Linked DNA regions of Mus musculus: region 1 is linked to region 2. A link is a contact called in public promoter capture Hi-C data. All regions are on one chromosome and are shown on one strand. Each heading gives the region's core, a stretch centred on a gene start, on an enhancer-like site or on the middle of the called end of the contact. The rest is flanking DNA. Distances are from core to core; before and after follow the strand shown.

Region 1 (3,999 bases), core at 1,143-3,642, 61 kb before region 2:
GGAGACTGGAGCATGGCTAACATGGTTCTGGCAGACCTTGACCTCCCCCCATTCTCTCTGCTTTGCTAAAAACCTTTAGATTATATTCATTTAGCTAGCCACCAAAGTCTAGTCCCTTATTTGGTCACTTGTTTCTCCCGAGGCTGCCCACCAAGGTCTATATATCAATGTATTGAAGTCCAGCAATCAAAAGCCTCCTTTTGGCTCACACGTGATCCATCTAAAAATGAGGTTTTCCTTTGTACCTTTATAGATCACTATTTGTCTATGGACTACATCTGTCTCTTCTCTATACAGAGGTTATACTTTGTCTATTTAGGGAAAATATTCTTTCCCCTCTCCCTTGTTCCCTTCCTCTTCCCCCTTGTCCTCTATCTTCTGTCTCCTGCCTTTATCCCTTATTCCTTGTCCTTTGTCCCTCTGAGGCAAGTAAATATCCTTTGTGCTGAAAATTTTGTCTTGGGGTACCTGTTGCCAACTTTGAGGTTCCTTTCAGGACTGCTCTATTAATACTTATTTTGTGCTTGCTGGTGTTTATTTACATGTTTTTCTGAACTCAACCAACCTTCCTTGAATCATTTTTTGCTTTGTTAACATTCTTGAAAAAGTACACTGAAACATGCTGTCTTCCCAAAGAAGCTGACTCTGACAACCTGAGTGGGAATTCTGAAGGTGGTAAAAAAGCAAAACTTCAGGCTGAGAAATTGGCAGGTACAAAAAAGAATGCAGCAGATCACATCTGTATGGTATTTAGGGGTGTGATCTATGTGGGATCCTGTGAGACACAAGGGGGAGATGAGTCTCTTTTGCTGAATTTGTGAGTATAAGCATAGACTGGGAGCTGGAAGCCATATAGAGTTTTTCTACCAAGCATGTTACATGTAGCTCTTGGGCTTGAAGAAAATGACACAGCTCACTATTGTGTGTGGAAAGGGGCTGGAGAGTCTTTTGGTAGGCCACCATGATGGACCAGTGAGTGTTGATACAGATGAAACCCTGGAGAAGTAGGAATTGTCAGACAGAGTGATGGCTGCACATTACAAAGAAGGGAGGAGTCCAGAATCAAAAATAAAGTTCCATGCTAAATGTTTACTTAGATTGGGTCAAGAATCTTAGCAAGTTCCTATGAAGAATTGGCTTGGAATGGGGAAGGTGATGCATTCCATTTGAGATGTGTGAGACACACCAGGTCATCTGAGGCTGTAAGGTGACAGCCAGTGTAGTTTGGAAATAAAGGTAGGGCTAGAGATGAGCAGACATTCCAAAGCAAGAGTTAGGGGCCCTGGGGATCTGGAATCCAAGACAACCTAAGCTAACAGATGAAATGGTTTAGATCCTATGAATGGTGGAGGTACTGTAAGAGAAGCCCACCTTACTCTAGGTGCTGTCCATGTAAAAGGAAGAGAGAGAAAACACAAATAAAACCAAAATCATGACCTCGGGATCAAGGAGTTATTGGGAGAAGCCGGAGGATATAACTGTGTGTTCCACAGATACACAGCCTAGATTAGGAGCCCATGATATGAGAAAGAGAGCCCTTGGGAAGAAGTCTGGACCTAAGGTGCAGAGCTGTAGGGCGGGTGCCTGAAAACTGGAAAGTGGGGAATTTAGCTGAAGAGCAACCATTACACAAGTTAAAGGATTGTAGGTAAAAAAGAACTGTTTCAAGTTGACAAGAAGTAATTAATAAACAAAAGATAAAAGAACTTTAAAAAGGAGGGGAGTGGCTAGTGGAGTGGATAGGTGGGTGGGAGAGAGAGGTCAGAGACAGGAAATAAAGAAGGCTTTAAGCTGCACAGTGGAGAGGACTTGTATTTCTGCCCCGAAGGAGCCAGCACTGCAAACAAGTGTGAGGCTCCAGGTAAATTCCGGACATGTTGCAGGTTGCTCCCTAGCCTTATTTTTGTACCCTTGGCTTCTCCCAGTCGCAGTTAGAAAAAGCTCCAGCGCTCCCTAAAGGAAATGAAAGCCCAGGGCTTGAAATAGCAAGTGTCAGGCGCCCAGCCAATCACTAGAAGCCGACAGCAGGTTTGCAACTCAGGGTGCCCATGCCTTCTGTCAGCTTTGCTGAGACACACCTGACCCCTAACAGCCCAACCGCACTTCTTACCTCTCTGTCACTGGAGTCCTCTGCTAACTCCTGGGCTCTTTAACTTTGGTGAGATCCTGGCCTTTCTCCTTCTTGGCTTCTGTCCAGGTTCTTCAGTGCCAGTATCTATCCTAGGCCCCCGGGGTCTGAGAGGTTTGAGAGCCTCTCCCACAGCTTCACCTTGAAGATACCTGCTGCTGTGGCTGATCCTGCTGCTATTCTTGCTTTGTGGATACTTAAAGTCTGTCCTGATCCTCCTGATCGGGGCAAGGCGCCTGTCGGGTGACTCAGAACATAATGCACAGACTTGAACACTCTGTGACTCACACTTCCCACAGTGGGATCTGGGAGGAGCCAGAGCCTGGCCAGGCAGCTTCTTGGGCAGGGGTGGAGTAGGTTGGGGGCTGGGAGGGTGGGAAGGTGGTGGGTGTCAGCTGACACTTGTATTTGTGTTTGATTATGTGAATGCAAGAGCCGGTTGGCAGTTGGAATTTAACTTTCAAAATTAACCAAAGGCAAACCAGGAATCGCAACTGCTCTCAGGGCAAAAGCAACTGTTTTGCTTGGCAACCTAGCTTTTGGCATGCATCCTCAAAATTAATCACATGATTATATGCTAAATGTTAATCACAAACAACTGTTGTAACACACACACTTTTTTTTAAAAGCAAGAAGGCTTGAAAATTAGGAATAAACACATTTTTTACTGCAAAAATTCATGTACTTTTTTGGAGACCTGAGTGGTTGTGTGTGCGTGTGCGTGTGCGTGTGCGTGTGCGTGTGTGTGTGTGTGTTTGTGTTTGTGTGTGTTTTAGTTGGATATTTTGACAATGATTTGAAGACCTGGTTTAATTTTGATTTATTAGTGACTGGATTGTTGGCTATACTGAAGAAAAGACATCTCAGGAACTGAGCTGATTAAAATGAAATGCAAGCTTTCTTTCTTAAGCCTTTACCCTTGGTTTTTAATTTCTACGCTAGCTCATTTGTTTGGTATTAAATATTCAAAATGTTAAGAACATTTTAAGAACACTGGACTTCTACTTGGAAGATCATTATGAAGGTTAGAAGGTAAATTTCCAAGCCTCCAAGACTTATGTGTTCTAGCCATCAAAGCATATGACCATGTGAAGATCAAGTAAGTTATTCTTAAGATGGTAACTACGGTTTCAAAGAACAGTTCATATCTCATTGACTGAACAAAAGAGCCTTTATCTGCTAGGGGATCAATTGTGCTTTTTAACAAAAGCATTCTCCATATATTCTTGGAGGCACTTAACCAACACAGAAAAGTTCAGCATACTTAGATTGGTGGCCCTTAAAAAACAAGAACTGAACAAGGATAACAACAATAGACATGCCAGAATAGAAGGGAATCTCCAACCCCACACAGAGAACTCCAGACAACTAATGAGCTCTGAAATGGGAGACTCTGCTCTGGGGAAGAGCCGACCATCTGGTCATTCAGAAACAGATGGTCAGCCCTGGAAACATACATATGAGTAACATATAGACTCAGCAGTTTGTCTTTTACATAGTTAGGAATATATATGTATGTACATATACACATGATAGTGGTGAAAGGAAAGAAATGGCTACAAATCTGAAAGAGAGCAGGGATGGTGTATAGGAGTTTTTGGATGGATAAAAGAAAGATAAGGGATAAATGATGTAATATCTCAAATAAAAATTATATTTTAAAATCTGCAAGTATGTGATTATTTCCTTTTAAAAACACTCATAGAAGCCTTGATGTTTACCAAAATAGGTTAGTAGTTGTTGGGCTACTTACACAACACATAATCATCTCTAATCATTGCTTTTGAATCACAGCAGTAATACTCAATGCCAATCTTCCCTTGCAGTGCCCTGCTGAGAGAACAGGAAAAGCTCTCAGCACTGTTCATCAT
Region 2 (4,023 bases), core at 430-2,929:
ATAGTCTCTTTCCCTCTGTATCTGCGTTTACGTTTGTGTCTGTGTCTGTCTTTCTCTCCCGTGTGTGTGTGTGTGTGTGTGTATGTTATTCATACATATGTGTGCATGTATGTGTGGGTATACATACATGTTGAGACATAGGACAATCTTCAATTGTTTCTCATGAGATACCTGCCATTCTTTTTTGAGACAAGGTATGCCACTGGGCTGAGATTATGGAGTAAGGTAGGCTGGCTGACTAGCAAGTCTCAAGGATCTACCTGTCTCTACCTCCCTAGCACTGAGATCAGAAATGGGAAGTACCATGCCTACCTTTTTACATGAGTTCTGGAGACCAACCTCAGGTCTTTATGCTTATGATGCAAGCACTTTATTGATTTAACTATCTGCCCATCCCCCTACTGCATCATTTACAAAATGAATTGCTATTTTGAAAATTTTAGAAGTGTAAACTGAATATATAGAATACAGTATACATAATATTAGCTACACACACTGAAAAGAGTGTGAAGAAAGTAAAAAAAAATCTTAAAATCCACCATTATAAATAAGCACACCTCTAGCATAACAGCTTGGACAGAACCTTAGAATCACCATAGTCCAATACACCAATTTAATCTCCTAAAAGCTCAGGACCAGAGAAATTAGATGGGCTGTCTAAGGATGCACAGCTAATGAACAGTGAGAAGTTTAACCCTGTTCTCTTTATTATGAATACAAATTTCATGGTCAGTGTAGCTAATGGTCTGTAGAATTTTGATGGTAAGAGCAAGATTGAATAATATAGGACCAACAAAAGAAGTATAAAAGATGGATGAGGAAGAAGTAGTGGATGTGACAAGAGGGGAACACCATTGTTCTTTGTCCTATGAAAAGTACCTAAGATCCCTTGCTAGTCCTCTCTGATGACAGTTCTGAATCTTACATTATGAAACTGCTGGAAATAGAATATGAGAATGTCATTGTCTCCCAGCATTTCTTTTCTTGCCAGAATCCTTTTCTGAGGCAGTTGTTATGTCGGAGGGGTTCTGAAGAGTAAGGTGTGCTCAGAGACTCTGTGTCCCACAGCAGAGAAAGGAGCTAAAGGCACATGGCATGCTGACAGGCAGGAGAACGGGTTATAGAGAGGGCATAACCAAATGATTAGTTCCACCTATAAAAGTCACACTGTCAAGCTGCCCTGTATGAACGGTTAGAAGGAGTGGGATTCAATTATTTTAAGAATGCTTTATTTCCCTTTGTTAAATTGGCAGATACAACTCAGAAACTGGCAAATCCAGACATGACTGAGGGAGCGAAATCCACACGTGTTTTTCACGTGTGGATTTCAAAGGAGAGCAGTCAAAGCTTCCTTGATATTAATGATATCTCCTCTCAGTCAATCAAACTTGATATTAATGATATCTTCCTCTCAGTCAATCAAACTTTACACCACCTCAATCTGAAATATCTGACTTGTTCAGAAAAATGATAAAAGAGCAGAACCTCACCTGTTATCACAAGTTTCAAGTAGAGGTCTTGGTAATTTGTTAGGTACTAAAATAACAAAAATATAAACATTTTTTTTAATTGAAGAAATATTTACAGTACCTTATTTTCCTCTCCTGGAGCAAACTTGACAAATTGTGCTTTTAGGAAAAGACTGTGGCTGAAAAGTTAGGTAACTTTTAACTGAAGAAACTTAAAAGAAAAAAATGTAGCCCCTCCTTCTTCTGAGCCCCACCCTTGATTCACTTTCACAAGCCAGAACACTCTTCCTTTTCCAGGCTTATCTTGGCCAAAACTTCAAATAACTCAGAGAGGTAGACAGCAGAGTTCTTGCCTGAATTATTAATTACTAGCATTTTCCATGCAGGACTGCATGCAGAGACCTGAATTCTGACAAATTGTAACTCATACATTCCAAGTTAAATCCCTTCTGTAGGTTGCCAAGTAACAGCAATTATTATGGTTTCCACTGGTATGTTTCTAAGAAAAAAAAAAAAAGAACAGTTTCAAATGGAATAATAACGGGACATAAAATGGAAAACATTATCAATGCATGATTTGTTGCTGATCTGTTAAGGTATCCTTTAAAGTGTTCTGTGAGAAACACATAGGCTTAGTTCTGCTCTCTCTTGCAACACTAGAATAGAACCTAGGGTGTGACTTGGATCCGGGTCAGTTCCTCTATCAACAGGAACAAGACTTCCGTTACTGTTTTGGATACCTTTGTTATGTGGGACATTGCTCACCATTTTCTGCTTTTCTTGGTTTTCCCCACTGGCCTTCAGTGGCCATTCTTCTTTATCACATAGGAAAAAGCAAGAGAACACCAGTGTCACTGTCAGGCATGTAGAGCAATGGTGATGAGAATGAAGAGAGTTATAGGAATGCCATAAAAGCCCAGAGGACCGAGAGCCCTTTCCATGCACTGATGGTTCCACTTTTCATATATATACAGTTTTTCTGGTAAACTGACGACCGCTATGGAGGCCATGGTGAAGTGGAACTCTGGATTGCACAAGTGAATGAAGCTTGTGGTAGGAAATTTGATGTGCCTACTGAGCCTGTAAAGAGCAGATATGATTATTCATTTCCAGCTGTATTTTTAGCTGAATGCATCAGACAGAGGCTCCAGATAGACAGACCACTGACATTGACTGACAACAGCTCAGCAGGCTAACTAGGGATGCATCCCTGTTTAGGGAGAGGCTTGTTCTGGTAGTTTATGCTGCTTATTTTGCTATCTTGATACTAGTTATCCAGTGATATCTAGATATCTGAATACATTTATATCTAGATTCTGCTGAAGGAACCAATTTGCTCATCTTTTCCAAAGTCATGAGACAAAGGTGTTCTTATTCTTCTCCATAAACCTCTTCTTTCCTACTTAATTAAAATTCTTATTTAAAAATGTACTGTCTATATCAATTGAATCGTGCTTGTGTGTTAATTTGTTTCTTATTAGGGCAAAAAAAGAGCAAGTAATGGAACCTGGTAGTATAGACCCCTAATGCTAACTATTCAGGTGGCCAAAGCGGAAGGATTATATGTGCAAGGCCAGCCTGGGCAACTTAATTAGTCTCTGTTTCAAAAATACATAGACTGGGTTTGAAGCTCAGTGGTAGAATGCTTCCTTAGCATATGTGAGGTAACAGGTTCAATAGCTAATACCACAAATACATAAAAGACAAAGGAACAAGAGTAGAAGGAGAAAGAGAGAGGGGGATGGAGAGGGACAGGGACAGGGAGACGGAGAGAGAGAGTGAAAGAGAGAGAAGGAGAGAGAGAGAGAGTAGGAAAGAGAGAGGGAGAGGGAAGGAGAAAGGTAGAGAATGTGAAGTAATATAGTACATTGACTTTATTGTGATAATTTTGTTTTTGTTACTGCTGTTTATTGTGTATGTACATATCACATTATGCACACATGTCACTAGTAAGGAAGAAGAATAGGAACAAAAAGAAGTAGGAGTGTAAGTAGAGCCACACCTTTGAGTCACACAATAGTTATGTTTAGACAAATTATTAGGTATTCCAAAACTTTTAGAAACAGAAAATATGTATGTACCAAAAAAAAAAAAATCATTTCAGTAGAAACCCAGAAGGAAATAGGGAGAATTAACCAATTCAAATTATTGCGTCCCGCTCGACCGGCAAGAAAGACGCAACAAACCAGAATCTTCCGCGGCAAGAGCTTTCTTGCTTGCTTCTCAGGAAGATTCCGAACCGGGAAAATGGCGCTGCTTTTATAACCAGCAGCATGACGTTTCAGCACCTGATATGGCGTGACAGCTCCTGATTCGTTGCTTGCCCATCACCCCACTATTACACCCCAAGAATGGGAGTGACTAGGAGAGAATTCACTCTCGCACCTGCGTACAAGGCTTGCTTACTAGTTAGGCACAGCGGAGGCGATTGCTCGCGGCACACACGGCTCTCCTCAGAGATTACTGGCGGCACGCACGCGATTGCTCATACCGGCTTTCCACATCCAATGGCATCATAGTCCCTGAGGTGAAGCTATCTAAATACCATAAATTG

The links. Promoter capture Hi-C pulls out the DNA fragments that hold promoters and counts their contacts.
Region 1: a promoter capture Hi-C map of macrophages shows a contact between it and region 2, with 5 read pairs. The contact joins the promoter of Serpinb8 here to the promoter of Serpinb10 in region 2. A contact is called at or near these places in 18 of 39 promoter capture datasets (the 3T3-L1 cell line, 3T3-L1-derived adipocytes, the HPC-7 cell line and 14 more), 3 of 484 Hi-C or Micro-C datasets (monocyte-dendritic cell progenitors, peritoneal macrophages and pre-pro-B cells), 1 of 115 datasets of contacts at active chromatin or transcription factors (CD8 T cells) and 4 of 9 other capture datasets (adipose tissue, bone marrow-derived macrophages, liver and 1 more).

The regions. Positions count from the first base shown.
Region 1 is chr1:107,588,399-107,592,397 of GRCm38.p6, reverse strand. Serpinb8 (serine (or cysteine) peptidase inhibitor, clade B, member 8) reads right to left here and starts at 2,392. Exons shown (of 7, transcript NM_011459.4): 1 at 2,111-2,392.
Region 2 is chr1:107,526,659-107,530,681 of GRCm38.p6, reverse strand. It overlaps Serpinb10 (serine (or cysteine) peptidase inhibitor, clade B (ovalbumin), member 10), which reads right to left and starts at 1,679. Exons shown (of 8, transcript NM_198028.3): 1 at 1,591-1,679.